2 separate regions of the Mus musculus genome follow, and region 1 is linked to region 2. Evidence: chromatin contacts called from public ChIA-PET data. All regions are on one chromosome and are shown on one strand. Each heading gives the region's core, a stretch centred on a gene start, on an enhancer-like site or on the middle of the called end of the contact. The rest is flanking DNA. Distances are from core to core; before and after follow the strand shown. Region 1 holds the start of Gfi1 (growth factor independent 1 transcription repressor). Region 2 overlaps Dipk1a (divergent protein kinase domain 1A).

Region 1 (2,700 bases), core at 106-2,605, 240 kb before region 2:
GACCTCGCCTGTTAGTTCCAGGCAAACGAATTAAGGGCCAGCCTGGAGCTAAGGGACTTAGAAGGAGGCAGAGGACACTTTGGGCAAGGTGTCCAGCACAAAAGCTGGATGCCTCCCCTGAACCCTGTTCCCTTAGGAGCCAGATCCCTAGGCCGACCCTCTGCATCCCTTGTGCGGGCTTCCCTCCGTGCTGCGACTCCAGAACTCTGCCACAAGACCTCGAATCAAGGCTTACCTGGAGACACGGAGGGAGAAGGGGGCCTCCAAAAGTCCTCGAACTCGGAGCAGGGGTCACAAACGCTGCCTTCGCAGCTGTTGGGGGACGCGGAGGCCCTGTCGGGAGCCTCGGTAAGCTGAGAGTCGGGGGACAAACGCTCTCGGGGCTCCATTTTCGACTCGCCTGCACTCACAGCGCCGCCCTCTGCGGAAAAGATTCAGGAGAGAAATAAACCTAAACCTGGCCGAACTGAAGTGGTTCCACCGTGGCGCCCGTGTCCTCCTCTGTCCACTCTGACCCAACCGGGAGCCCTCCCTCCCGAATTCAAGAGCCGACTGCGAGCGCCAGGGGCATCTCTGGCAAGCTCAGCAAATCTGAGCACCGGGAAACAAAAACAAAAACAAAAAAGCACCCGAGGGGCGTTAGGATAGCCTCCCCCGATTCCTAGGAAACGAGGTGGCTTGGAGCAGAGTCGGTGTCCTCGGCAGCTGCCCTACCCGGCCTCTGCGCGCTTCGCACCTGCTCTGCCCGGCGCAGGCACGGTCTCCAGGCGCAGGGAGTAGTCCGGCCCCGGAGAACGCGGCTGGTGATAGCTGTGCGCCTTCTTGCTCTTGACCAGGAATGAGCGCGGCATGGTGGTCAGCCGCTGGACGAATGTTTGGACCCTCGGATACTCTGAGTTCTGAGAGAAGGGGGAAAATTGGGTGGAAACGAGGGTCAGCACCGATGGCGGTTGTGGTAGGTTCCCAGGCCAAGGAAGAGTGTGGGCCAGGGAGGAGAGAGGGAAGCCGCGGGAGGAGGGGCCTGGACCCAGGCGCCACGCTCACCAGGTGGCACTCGGACAGGTGGCACGAATCCCGGCCTCCGCCGCCACTGCAACAGCTCAGTGGTAAAACCTGTCCCCAGGCTCTGGCTCTGGTCCCTTTGCTCTGCCCTGCCCACGCCTCAGCCCCTCCCCTTCCCTACCAAAGCTAGATCATCACTCTCCTGAGAGCAGTAGTCCACAACTGGTCCGTTATCCCAAGTCAACCCTGCAAGCCCACCTGCTCCCTTCTGGGTTGTGGCTCACGCCAGGGATGCGTGGCTTAGTTTAGCCAGTCAGGGGGCATCAGTGTTTGGGACCCGGAAGGGGCTTGGAGCCAAAACCTCCAGGAGCCCCGCGACGAACAGAAGCGAAAGAGGGGCGTACTAGGGACTGGTTTGCCTAGGGACTATGTGCTGCAGTGGCTGGAGCAGAAGTCAGGAAGCCAGAGGCACAGGAAAGTGAGGTGGGAGTGGCAAAGGACCAACACTTGTCCCAGGAGAAACGCCCACTGGAATAGTGGTGTGGCACCGGCCAGGACGGCGACCACTGAGAAACATTCCAGACCTGTAGGCCTTGCTTCAGAAACTAAGTCCCAGAAAGAATTATTTTCTGATCTGCTCACCAAAAATCTTGTCCTAGGGAAGTTGAGTTTAAACTGCGTGCTTACTGGCAAACACGCGGTGCCCAAATTTAATGAGTGCCAACGACTTCGCGGGCCAGCAAGATGAAACCGGAGCGCGCACGAGTGAGCAGTGGCCAGAAGGCCTGGCCAGGAGGCCAGGGTCCCTGAGCATGACCGAGAGCTGGCGTCGCTCTCTTTAACCCCCAATCAGTTCACCTAATCTCGGGTCGAAACCTGAGCCCTGCAGGAGGCGGGGCTGAGACTGCGTCCCAGCTCCTGGCCCGCTCCGGGGGCGACCCTAGGGAGGCCTAGGGTGAAACGAATCCGCCTGCCTCCAAGGTCCAAGGCAATAGAGGCTGAACGGCGGCGGCGGGCTCAAAGACTGGGGCACAGGCCGGCGCACGCCCCGGGTCTTTGGGCTTCGTGCAGTTCAGACTGAGGAACCCGAGCCTCTTCGCCACCCCCCCCCAGGAGCGCGTACAGAACACACCCTGTTGTACCCACTTAAAAGGAGCCCAAGGACTCCTGCTTCAGATTCCCAGTCATAATGTATAGTCACACGCCTTGGTCGGGTTTGGCTCCCAGAACCCAGGCTCCGGCGCTTTAATTTTCCCGCACTCCCTGTCTGTACAGCCAGACGCTCCAACCAGAGGACAATTCTTAAAGCAAGCATGAAGAGCAAGAAAACAGGGCAAGAGTTCTGGAGGCCTCGATGAGGTTCGGTCCTGCGATAGCCAAGAACGGGACCCGTGGGAAGCAGGGCTGTCTGGTCCCGCGCTGGGTCTGCGCGTCAGCACCACGCGGGACAGGGTAGACACAGAGGTGGCGTCCTCGCCCAGGCCACAAACCTACGCTTCGGAGGGCTTTGCTGGGTTCCGGGTAGGAGGGGTAAGGGGATGGCAAGGAGGCCCAGCGCGTGGGAAGGCAACCTCGTGCTGCAGCTGGCGTCCAGGGGGCGGGGCGGCACGCTCCTGGCACAGCGGCCCGCCAGGCTTCCCCTGGTCATCTGAGGCTGGAAATTCGGGAGCTGAAGGCAAGGCGCTCAGAAGGAGGCCT
Region 2 (2,700 bases), core at 16-2,515:
TGCTGACAGTGAGAAAGACTGAATCTGTGGGGATACAGAGTAACAGACCCTGCAGTTTACTCGGTTCTATTAAATCTTAAACTGCTGCCAAAAAAAAAAAAAATTTTTTTAATTTAGAGGTAAGGGCTGGAGAGATGGCCCAGCTTTAAAAGCCTTAACTGCTCTTTCAGAGGCCTAGGTTCAATTCCCAGCACCTCTGTCAGACAGCCCACAATTTTCTATAACGCCTGCCAGTCTCACAGATCCAGCACTCCTCTGGCCTCCATCACCACCTGTACGTGTGTAGGGGACACACACACACAAATACAGATCTTTCTCAAAAAATTAAAAGCGCAGGAGAGATGGCTTGGAGCTAAAGAGCACTGGCTGCTCTTGAAAAAGGACTTTGTAAAAATTCTGTCCCAGCACCACTATGTGGCTCACAACCATCTATGACCCCAGCTATAGGGATCCAACACCCTTTTCTGGCCTCCATGGTTAATGCAGACACACATAGATTCAGGCAAAACACTTCTATGCACAAAATAAAAATAAATAAATCTTTAAAGACATACAGCTCAGCAAGCCAAAAAAAGACAAAAAACAAAACCAAAAAAAAGGAGAAAATAATAAAGACAGAAACGAATAACACAGAAAACAACCTAAAATATCCAGGTACGGCGACACATTTCTGTAATCCCAAAAATCCCAAAAATTGTAGGGCCAGAAGGATTAGGAATTCTAGGCCATCCGTGGCCAGATAGTAAGCTGGAATCCAATTTAGGATAGGGAAGGGACCAAAATTAAAGATGGACAAAAACCTATGCTTTGTTCCTTTAAAAATTCCAAGAACAAATGGAAAGTATGAGTAATTTCTTTACCTAAGAACTCTGGAGACAAGCATGGTCAATGTATTAGTTACCTTTCTGTTGGTGTGATAAAACACCATGATCAAAGCAATTGATAGAAGTTTATTTGGGCTTATGGCTCCACAGGGATATGAGTCACCACGGTGGGGAGACATGGCAGCAGGCGGCGGGCAAGGGGGCAGGAGCAGGAAGCTGACGGAGCACATCTCGACTACAAGCAAGAAACAGAAAGTGGACTAGAACAGAGCAACACTACACACTCTCAAAGGCGGTGCCAGTGACAAACTTCCTGCAGCAAGGGGGCACTTCTTAAACTTCCCTAGACAGCATCCCAGCTAGGGATGGGGACTATGTGATCCAATGCCTGAGCCTAGTCAGCAATATACAAAGCTATAGCAAAGCCACGTGCTGTTAGGACTGAAAACTGCCCGCGGAGCGGAGCCTGGCGGTGTGGAGATAACCTCAGCATAACCCCAGCGTGCTTAAGCAGAATGCGGTGAAGTAGAACCAACTTTCAAATGGAAAAGGTCCTGGGGAGGGTAGCAATAATGTTGATATTATACACCTTCAGAAGCTACATCTTACTCACTTTTACCTTTTCACAGCAACTTACACTTAGATGCTTACAATGTTTGCTTAATTAACTTTAGATGTTTGACAATAATGAGAATAAAAAAGTTGTAAGATTCCTAAATAAATGAATGAATGAACATAGCCTGGTAAAACTGTTATTTTAGATGTGAGTGTGGAAGCTTTGAAAGGAACTCGAGGACAGAGAAACTAGTGAGGGAGCTATTGCAGCAACACAGACTGTAGGATGTGGCAATGCGCTGTAGGCAAAGTTTTAGTTTGTATAAGTGCATATGCATAGTTCAAACGCATTTCAGCGTGAGATTTCTCAGCCCTTCTTTCCACCTCAGCTCCCCTCCCCCTCAGAGTGTCTTGAGACACAGGTAGTTATGGAACAAATAAGCACCCTGCGTTCCTCTTCTTTTCCACCAAACCATTCGCCACACCACAAAATTAAACAGCCGTCTCTAGGGAAACCCATTTGCCAAGAGAGTTTCTGGCAAAAATAAATTCTGGCTTTCCTCCAGCATGCTATGTGCGGACAACGGCGGCTGTTGGAAATTGATCGCTGGCTGACTGTGGTTCCTTAGCAGTGTCAAGATGAAGGATATCAGGTGCAGACGGCCTCATGCCCAAAGACTTCTGACAACGAACTTGCCCTGCCTAACTTCTCACACTCAGCACTAATGAGGATTATTTACTGAAGAGAGGGCATAACTCTGTCCTGTTCCTGTATGCTACTGGCAAGCAAACTAAAGCAGAAAGCCCAGGTCATTTACCCCCAATCACACAGATGCCTGGTGTCAGCTCAGTAACTGCTAAACCTGTCTACCAAGCAGTACTGCCTGCCAAATGGTGAAGCAGAGAGATCAGCTAGCACACCAAGTACACTTGTCCCATCCATGGCAAGACCACGATGAGGAGACGAGCCAATAGCATGGGGCACTGTGGCTCCGTGACAGAAAACAAGGGCTGGACCTATAATATCTCTCTACTGTCAAACTCAAGTCTGCCATCAGAAGACTCAAGGTACTGAAAGACCAGTAAAAGTGCTTCCATCTGAGACTTGCCTAGCCTGCAATGGATGGGTTAATTTATGTAGCCAAAAAGAAAATAATGTTCACGTCTTTAATAAACACTTTTCATCTTAGTTATCTCAAAGGCTTGAACCATAGACTCTTCCCTATTCCGTATAACCTTTGTAAGACCTTGTATGGCCAGTTTTTGTTTGGCTTTGGGTTTTGTTTCAGACAGAATTTCACTCAAGCTAGCCTGGGATTCA

The links. ChIA-PET counts read pairs in DNA pulled down with a chosen protein or histone mark.
Region 1: a contact with region 2 is called in an RNA polymerase II ChIA-PET map of memory CD8 T cells, with 164 read pairs. The contact joins the promoter of Gfi1 here to the enhancer-like site in region 2. A contact is called at or near these places in 2 of 484 Hi-C or Micro-C datasets (B cells and Th1 cells), 3 of 115 datasets of contacts at active chromatin or transcription factors (the SCID.adh cell line, memory CD8 T cells and pancreatic cancer cells) and 1 of 9 other capture datasets (liver).

The regions. Positions count from the first base shown.
Region 1 is chr5:107,722,988-107,725,687 of GRCm38.p6, forward strand. Gfi1 (growth factor independent 1 transcription repressor) reads right to left here and starts at 1,356. Exons shown (of 6, transcript NM_010278.2): 1 at 737-1,356; 2 at 236-421. The coding sequence starts at 851. RefSeq lists a promoter at 987-1,375.
Region 2 is chr5:107,959,851-107,962,550 of GRCm38.p6, forward strand. The region is part of intron 1 of Dipk1a (divergent protein kinase domain 1A); the gene reads right to left. Among named protein-coding and RNA genes, the nearest start is that of Dipk1a, 26 kb to the right of the region's middle. Within about 2 kb of position 1,266, at least 156 of the 459 cell types and tissues checked have an H3K27ac peak or open chromatin away from gene starts, as enhancers often do. A contact at or near this core is called in B cells, the SCID.adh cell line, Th1 cells and 3 more, where this site is marked.